Linked DNA regions of Sus scrofa: regions 1 and 2 are each linked to region 3. Evidence: chromatin contacts called from public Hi-C and HiChIP or PLAC-seq data. All regions are on one chromosome and are shown on one strand. Each heading gives the region's core, a stretch centred on a gene start, on an enhancer-like site or on the middle of the called end of the contact. The rest is flanking DNA. Distances are from core to core; before and after follow the strand shown. Region 1 has its middle 71 kb from the start of PODXL. Region 2 overlaps PODXL (podocalyxin). Region 3 overlaps LOC110257572 (a long non-coding RNA gene).

The links. Hi-C and Micro-C count contacts between places; a contact is called where the count stands out from the background. HiChIP or PLAC-seq counts read pairs in DNA pulled down with a chosen protein or histone mark.
Region 1: a Hi-C map of retroperitoneal adipose tissue shows a contact between it and region 3, with 2.0 times the contacts expected there. The contact joins two enhancer-like sites. A contact is called at or near these places in 6 of 47 Hi-C or Micro-C datasets (alveolar macrophages, embryonic fibroblasts, epiblast stem cells and 3 more).
Region 2: a contact with region 3 is called in an H3K27ac HiChIP or PLAC-seq map of skeletal muscle, with 8 times the contacts expected there. The contact joins two enhancer-like sites. A contact is called at or near these places in 7 of 47 Hi-C or Micro-C datasets (fetal heart ventricle, heart right ventricle, psoas muscle and 3 more) and 1 of 2 datasets of contacts at active chromatin or transcription factors (skeletal muscle).

The regions. Positions count from the first base shown.
Region 1 is chr18:17,372,409-17,375,108 of Sscrofa11.1, reverse strand. No RefSeq gene overlaps it. Among named protein-coding and RNA genes, the nearest start is that of PODXL, 71 kb to the left of the region's middle. Within about 2 kb of position 1,373, at least 4 of the 83 cell types and tissues checked have an H3K27ac peak or open chromatin away from gene starts, as enhancers often do. A contact at or near this core is called in mesenteric adipose tissue and retroperitoneal adipose tissue, where this site is marked.
Region 2 is chr18:17,494,140-17,496,857 of Sscrofa11.1, reverse strand. It overlaps PODXL (podocalyxin), which reads right to left. Exons shown (of 8, transcript XM_003134669.5): 8 at 2,351-2,718. MKLN1 (muskelin) reads left to right here. Exons shown (of 19, transcript XM_021078931.1): 19 at 1-2,718. Among named protein-coding and RNA genes, the nearest start is that of PODXL, 51 kb to the right of the region's middle. Within about 2 kb of position 1,262, at least 19 of the 83 cell types and tissues checked have an H3K27ac peak or open chromatin away from gene starts, as enhancers often do. A contact at or near this core is called in retroperitoneal adipose tissue and skeletal muscle, where this site is marked.
Region 3 is chr18:18,028,398-18,031,283 of Sscrofa11.1, reverse strand. LOC110257572 (a long non-coding RNA gene) reads right to left here. Exons shown (of 3, transcript XR_002340372.1): 2 at 451-2,886. Among named protein-coding and RNA genes, the nearest start is that of MIR29B-1, 9.8 kb to the left of the region's middle. Within about 2 kb of position 1,468, at least 37 of the 83 cell types and tissues checked have an H3K27ac peak or open chromatin away from gene starts, as enhancers often do. A contact at or near this core is called in mesenteric adipose tissue, retroperitoneal adipose tissue and skeletal muscle, where this site is marked.

The DNA of each region.
Region 1 (2,700 bases), core at 124-2,623, 660 kb after region 3:
GCCAATGAGGGGGGGGAGCGGGGAGGCAGGGAGGTGCAAGGAGGGGCTGCGGCCATGGTCTCAGGTTCAGAAGCAGCTGCTGGAGGAAGATGAGCGTGTGGAGCTGGGCGGCCGAGCTGCTGTGGCTCTGGAAGCCCAGCTCTGAAGTAACACTCGCTCAGGGGTCCACTCCACATAGGCATTAGAGGGGGCTCCTGGGAAGGGCACATTCAACCTCGGGGCACAGGGACAGACCCTGGCGGCAAAACACCTTGCTCCTGTCTGAACTCAGAAGGCTGGAGAACCATTTGGGATGGGTGCCAGAAGGTGGAATGGGACCCAGGGCTGGGGGCCAATGGGAGAGGCCTAAGGACCGGAAGAATTGGGAAGAAGCCTGGAAGCAAGGGATGGGTGCTTTAACCTTGAGCTGCCTTTAGCCCACCACGAGGCCTGCCAGAGCCGGGCCTCCCGCTAGTCCTGGGGCATCAGGCCCATGACAGCTGTGTATTACTGAGCTGGGAGGAAGCCTGGGGACTGCTTCATTTGAGAGTTGGGAAAACTGGAGTTCCTGTCATGGTGCAGTGGAAACGAATCTGACCTTGCCTTGCTTGATCCCTGGCCTTGCTCAGTGGGTTAAGGATCTGGTGTTGCTGTGAGCTGTAGTGTAGGTCGCAGATACGGCTCAGATCTGGCGTTGCTGTGGCTGTGATATGGGCCGGTGGCAACAGCTCCGATTAGACCCTAGCCTAAGAACCTCCGTATGCTGTGGGTGTGGTCCTAAAAAGACACCCCCCCCAAAAAAAAAGAGTTGGGAAAATTGAGACTCAGGAAGAAATGAACATGTCAAGCTCACATAGTTGAGGATCCAGGGTTGCTGATCCCTGGGCTACTGCTCTTTCCACCAAATCGTTTTGTCTCAACAGGACCAGCCTACGGCAGCATTTCCTCATTAGCAGGCCATGATCTGCTCTGTGCCAGGAGTCAGGTACTCCAGGCAAGGGCAAGGCCTTTGTCTCTGGAAACCTGCCATTTGAATGAACATGTGGCCACCTGGCAGGAAGGGGTGGCAGGTCACTACTCTTTCCCAGAACAGAGAACTTCTGAAAGTTCAGTGTTTTAAGTTAAAGGAATGAATGTTTAAGGGTGAAATTTCAGGCTTAGGCCAATATGTGAGGGTGTTCTTTCTCCAGTGCCTGCAGGAAACTGCCCAGTCCTGGCCTTCCGTACTGATGCTGGTATAGGCGCTGATGCTGTTGTAGTGTAGCCCATCCATTCAGCCCTCATGCCTGATGTGGCCACATCTGCCTGGGCTGGGAACCAGATCAGGCTCAGTTGTATCTTAGATGGCAGAGAATGGAACACAGAGTAGATAGGAGGTGACGTGCCAGAGGCCTGGAAGTCCTGAGCCTCGGATGAACCTGCTGACGGCGATTTCTTTGCCATGGGCCCTGCGGGTTGCTCGGCACATCCACTCACAGGAGACCAGACAGATCCTCACTCCCCCAGAGCCGCCCTTATCACCCAGAGCAACACCAGAGCCGCTGAGAGCAGGTACCTGGAACCGCGGCCCCAGGTCACATTCTTTTCATAAGTGGAATAACGCAATTTCAACTTCCTTGTTAATTGACTGTCCTTCCCCCCTCCACCTCCGCCCCCGCCCCTTTGTAGGGCCCTGTTTATGGTTCTGATGAGGCGGGGCTCGCAGCGGGCTGACATGATGATGAAGGGCAAAGCCCCAGATCCCTCGCGAGCTCCCATGTGGGGGCTGCTGCCAGAGCTGCCTTGTATCCAGAACTCTGCTGTTTAGAGAAGCTGCAAGTGGACTTACGGGCTTCCCCGTTCCTGGTACAACTTGGGGAGTGATGTCAAAGGGTATTGGGAAGGAGCCCTGGAATTCCACGGCCCCTTTCCCCCAGCCTCCCTCTCTGGACTTACTCAAGCCAGGTGATGTGCTCTCTCGTGGAAGGAGATGCATGGGCCCCCCTAGAAGGGGGAACCATGGCCCCTGTATTCCACAGCCAAGCCCTGGGAGAGCCCAGAGTGTCTACTTGAATTAGGGGATGAAGATGATAACTTCAGCTACCTCTGCAGGCCGGCACTGGGGGTGGATGGGCCCCTCTGGATGAGCATGAGGGTCTGAGTCAGCACTGGCGTTGGCAGGAAACAGCTCCGACTCCAGGTCACCTCTCTGGCCCTGAAGGTGCAGGAAGTTGGATGGATGGATGGATGCTAAGAGTGGAAGATGAGGGGAAGATGGTGGCAAAAGAGCCTGGCTGCTGGCGAGGAACGCCAGCTCTGCCTGTGTGCCATCCTGTTTGACCTTCTCCTTTCAGGATCCAGTGATGGTCCTATCCTTCCCCCCTTCATTTATGAGGGTGACAGGTATCCTGTTAGCAGCCCCAGGGTATAGCCCCGTCTCTCCTGGTTCCTCTCTAACCTGCCCACACTTTTGTAAATAGATCCTTTATTCTGTTCCGTTCTGTTCTAGTGTAGTCTAGTGTAGTCTATTCTATTCTGTTGTGTTCTACTCTGTTCTACTCTAGTCTACTCTGTTCTATTCTGTTCTGCTCTGTTCTGTTCTGTTCTACTGTGTTCTATTCTATTTTGTTCTGTTCTATGCCAAGCCTATGGCCTGTGGAAGTTCCCAGGCCAAGGATTGAACCTGTGCCACAGCAGGTACCCAAGTCACTGCAGTAACGCTGGGTCCTTCTTAGTTCGCTG
Region 2 (2,718 bases), core at 13-2,512, 530 kb after region 3:
AGTTCTAAAACAAAGACGTTCTGGTGGCTCTTTCAAAGCGTCTAGGGGAAATTTCCATTTTTAAAGAATGCTGGTAAGTTATTTCCTCAAATGGTGGGTTTTTTAAAAATCTGCTGTCAGTGACCAGCAGATATTTTATCTGTATGGTAAATTTGGACGTGTGTTTCCCAGGTTTTCTTTAAGGGGGACATATTTGTACAGGTAGGAACTAGAAGAAAAACCTGAACTGAAATAGAAAACTGGAAAAGATAGTAAACAGACCTTGGAGGTGTTGAGAAATTGGGAAAGATTGGGAAAATTCTGGATCCCTGTTTCAGAAGAAGGGGAAAGATTTTAAGGGCTGAACTCTTAAAAAACAAAAATAAGACTCTTTACAAATCAATGTTTTTTCTTTATAAATCAAATAATCCATCGCACTGCATAGCTTTCATTTTTAGAGTGTGCTTTAAGCATGGCTCATAAGTAACATTTCTTTTGTTTTCAAAACAGGAAAACATGATATGCAGTGATAAGGTGAGGAATTGGCCTTTCCTGGGTTAATCCTCCGGAGGATGGAAATATGGGTCACCACTTCCTCTCCCTTGACGTATTTGTCATCTGGTGGGACGGTAGCGAATAAGCAAAGAGGGCTTTGTGTTTAACACAGTTGAGATGCCAACGACTCCCACGTCGAGTGTGGAAACCTACCGGAGACTTCCTTCTACCGGGCTCTCACCCGGGAAGAGCAAAGGCGGTGAGTTCTATCCTTTGCAGACCCATTCTAGTTATAAGGAAGAAAGAAAAGCCATACAAGTGGCCTGTCCACTGCTGTGCTGGTAAGTTTTGATGGTTGACAAAACCCAAGAGGGGAGATGGGACACTTGGTAATGTCTGCGGCACCTGCCCTCTGCACGTGGGCTGTGAGGATGGGTAGCCCAGGGCAGGGGTCAGGAACCCTGGGCTTACTTCTAGATCCACACGTGACTTCCGCGTAGCACTGGAAGTCTCAACTCCTTTCTCCACCTTTTAAATGTTGGCAGCTAGGAGTCTATTTGCTAGGATCCCACTAACTTTTTAATCTATGAAATGTCAAGGTTGTTGAAAAATAGCCATCTCTGTATTTATCACTACGTTACAGTAGCCAGTCCTACTCATTATTTACTCTGGTCCCCCTTGGGGTTCAAAAGAAACACATGGTTTGGAAGGGTTATGAGTGACAAGGGGACATGGCAAAACAATGCCTCTTGGTTGGCAGGGAGGGAGCAGGGTGAATGACCTATTCAGGAAGAGCACGGAGTCTCCGAGCTTTGTGGTCATGATAAGCTATGAATCATTCTCAGAACAGTGTGCCTCAAGCATGGCCAGAGGCCTGCCCGAGTTCCTGGTACTTGTACGTCTTTCTGTGTCCTTGGCACACTCTTGAAGTTAACCTCAAAATACCCCGAACCTGGCTCTGGTCCGCCCTTAAGGCTGTTAACTGCCTTTCTGAACTACAACATAAAAGGGAACTCATACTGTAGCAGTAGTTGCTTTCTAGAAACGCACTTCACCGTTATTGGAACCCAAGCCTTGCTGTGATATTGAGAAAATATAGGGCTGAGAGAGAAAAGATGTAGATTCGAGGCCTAGTGGTACCATTTAAATAGCTGTGTGACTGCAGAATCTCTTGTCTCTGTACCCAGTTTCCCTATGGGCAGAGTGGTGACAATTCAGTGATGACTACATGCGTAAAAATGTTTTGTAAATTATGTCAGGCAAATGGAAGAGATTGTTGCACAGCAACTATGAATATGGGCCAGATTCACCTCAGTTTCCCTTCTGCAAGATGGGAATGAGAAAAGTGTCCTCTTGCAGTGAAGACATAGGTAGATGACGCCACCCAGGAGATGAAAAGGGTCAGGATCACCTTGGACGTCTCCAGCTTAGGGACAGGCAGAGGCTTCTGAAAGATTCTTTTATGGGCAGAACAAGACCAGACCAGACTCGACTCCTTTGTTTTTTGTAGTTTTATTTGCCTTGCTTCTGCCAATGGTTTCAGACCTGGTCAGGGTTCCACAGCCCCCCTGGCATCTCTGGTGGCAGGCATGTCGCTCTCTTATCTGCGGCAGAAGTAGAGGGGGGAGGAAGGGGGTACAACAGTGCTATGAGGGAACTCGAGGCCCTTTCGGCTGGGATCGCCAGGGAGACCTGCCATCCCCTTCAGGGTGGCCCCCTTTCCTTTGAGCTTCGGTCCTTTTCTCTCTCACTCTCTGGAGTTAAGTGGGCGTGACTACGAGCAGAGGTGGCTGCTTGGGTGTCCCATGTCCTCAGGGGCTTCAGTGATAAGACTCGTGCACAAGTGAAGAATGGAAGCCAAGCAAGCAAACTACTAGGGCTTGAACCCGCTTACACGAAAGCACTTTAATTGACAGTATACAATTTCCCAAAATATACTTTCATAAGAAAATGGCAATAATTAAGAGTTTTTACAAACAAGTTTCTCAGTAAATTCCAGTGTACTTTAGACCCCTGTCCACTAAGACACACGCTCCCCCTGTCTGCCGGGCAAACTGTTTAACATTCACCAAGTTAAAAAAAGACCCACAGCAAACTGTAATCCCCTCCTTTCACTCAGTGTTGGGTTTTCACTAAACCCGAGTGAATCAGCTAATAACAAGGTTGAAACACACCACGCCTTTACTCTCCCCCCCTCTCCCTGGTCTGGTTCCCTTTGATCCTTAGTCCTACTGGTAGAAGCTC
Region 3 (2,886 bases), core at 219-2,718:
TGTCACAGTGCGCACGCAGGGGAGGGGACCGCGGTCATTTAGGGCGTGGGGCTGGTGGGGGGAGTGGAGTGGGCTTCGAACAGGAAAGGGGCCTGAGAGAGATCCCCTGACAAGGTGGGGAGGGGCCTTCGCGTCCGCTTTGAATACAAAAACCTTGAGTACACAGCTTTCAGTTCCGTTTCTATACCCTAAGCGTGTAATTTTCTGCTAAAAGAATTTTACTCACGCCTTAAAATTTGAGACACTAGCTAGATGACAATTTTTAAAGTACGTACAAATGCAAGACAGCCAGAATTTTCAAGAATGCGAGGAAGTTAAACCAAGGCCCAGGCCTTTCTAGGGGAACATTCTGTGCAGCTCGGGGAGGGCTCGGGGCCCAGGAGCGCCATCCCCGGGAAAGGCCGGGGCGGGGGACACGCCAAGCACTTCTCCTTCCCCGCGCTGGTTCACCTGAAAGACGAAGGCAACACCGGTGATGAGGTGCACGAAACATGGTGATTTTTTTCTTCAAGTCATGCTAGAAGCTGGTCACGGGCTGGTCTTCCCGGCGGCACCGTCTCCCTGGACTGGGAGGCAGCTGGCATTTACTGTTACTGGGACTGAGGGACTCGCTTCTCGCTGGTAACAACAAAGCCATAGATGCAGCCCCAGCGCCTCCCGGAAGGCCCCTGCAGCCCTTGAGCTCTGACTGGCTCTTCCTCCTCAGGTAAGTGACCGTCTCTCGGCTCAGGAGGTTGTCCTTATACAGATACATCGTCCTCCCAGGGCTCCTGGAAGCGGCGGGCAGAGGGCCAGGAGGAGAGAGCTTCCTCCGCGGCTCTCATGGGTGCAGAGGTGGTGGGGCCAGAGGACACGGAGGCGCGTGGGCCCAGCGGGAACTCCTGGGGCCTGAGTCCTCTCCTCCAGGCTCCTGGAGGCTCCCTGCCGCCGCCAGGCAGGAAGGGTGAGTCACTGCTCCCGGCTCCACCCCTTTTGCTTCGCTCCCAAGAGGCACTTCCAAGCTTCTGGAGCATCTTCTAAAACAGCACATTGACTCAGTGCCCCAAGGAGCACAGCGTGTTCTCAGAACATTGCTCAATTCTGTCTCCTGCGGGAAGGAGTCGGCGTTTGTTTTATTAAGAACTAGCGTGAAATAGTTAGTTCTCATCTACAAAAGGAGAAAAGAAAAGTGGGGGGGAGTAGGTCGAGTCTCCCATTTTGGCGCACAGATAGAGACAGTGTTTTTCTTATTTCTGGGAGCCCAGGAGCTAATAAATTGGCCGCACTGACAAAGGAAGTTTGGGGAAAGCTGCCTATGACGAATAAATGACTGATTTGTTTCATTTTGTAAAAATGAGGCTCTCCTTTCTGACCCAAGTCATTTTCTAAGCATTCCTCAAAGGGCAGCGGCCTCTCCCGCTGGGAGGCCAAGGGCGCCCTGGAGCCTCTTCCCGGGCTTGGACAGGAGCCGTGCGGTCAGAGGCGGGCGGCCTGGCTCCCGCTGGCCCTCCTCCAGTTCCGTGACCTCTGGCCACCACCACCCAGGTTCGGTCTCTCCATCTCTGACACAAGCAGCTGTGTGTGACAGTTTCCCTTTTGCTCTAAAACAAGACGATTCTGAGATGCGACACCTCGGCTGAGGCTGGCTCTGCTTTGGCCCACATCTCGGGGGCCTGAGTCGTACACACGCCCGTGTGTGCAAAGCCGGCCCTGCCAAGAGAGAAACATTCCGGATCATTCAAAGCCATGAAGAATGTTGGCTCTGACTTCAGAAGGGCAGGATAAACAAATCCGTGCCCAGGCGGGCACTCGCTGACTGGCTGCCTCTGCCTTTTTAACTCATCAGGGCCTGAGAGCTTCCCTAAGGCCTTCTGACGCCAGGATGCGTCAACGCTGTCATGTCGGTCCCTTCCCCGGCTTTTTCACAGGCGCAGGCCGTCCTCAGGTGGGGGCAGAATGCTCACCAGTCTTTCACCGGGATTGACTTTTTTGTAACCTCTCCCCCAAATCAGGTCAGTTCTCCCTTCCCACATAGGTCAAAAAATAAAGAATAAAGCTACCCTCCTTTAAAAAAAAAAAAAAAAAAAAATCCTCTTTCCCCAAACCACACGCCCAAATGCAGTGAATCTAGAGATTCTTTGGACTGGAGTGGATTCTAAAGTCAATTGAACTTCCAATGCATTTCGATTTGGCCTCCTATTGATCTGAAACCACAAAGGTTGTAGGAGACAGGATATGGTTCTGGTCTCTGGTAGAATCCGCTTGAATTCTTCCCCGGAGAGAAAGTGGGAACCCTTCGACTGTCCAACCAGATTTCTGTGTGGCTCATGGAAAGTAAACAAACAACATAACAGAGAAAAACCCAACTTCCAAGTCACAGGCTCACAGCATCTTTGGGAACTAAGTAGTTGAGGTCCAGGGACTTGCTGAAAACCACCCCAGGACAGTGAGAGCACGCAGACACGCGGCGCTCAAGGCCATTTGCCCGAGAAGATGACTGGGTTTGGGCCCCCAGGGACACTTCTGCTGCAGAGAATTAACTGGGCGTGTAAAGGAACAAAGAATTCGGCTTTTTTTTTTCTTTTTTAATTAAAAAATTTCGTACTCAAAAAGCAAGAGACGTGATGCTATTTTCTCCCATTCTGAAATCTCACAGGGGCGAGGGCATGGGCAACCACATCTGTAGCATCTGCATTCGGGCAGCTGTCTGAGTAACTGTCACCAGACTTTTTAAGGTTTTACAGAAACTGAGTTGGGAGTATTTCCCAAGAGCCACTGCTCAGCAGTGAAAACGTGGAGAGCTTACTGTTCTGTCTTTTGGAAAATCTAATCAGCTAAAATGATGACTTGGTGGTCTGACTTGCTGTCTTTTGCTACTTGATAAAGGCCTTTTTTGCCAGGCAAGGA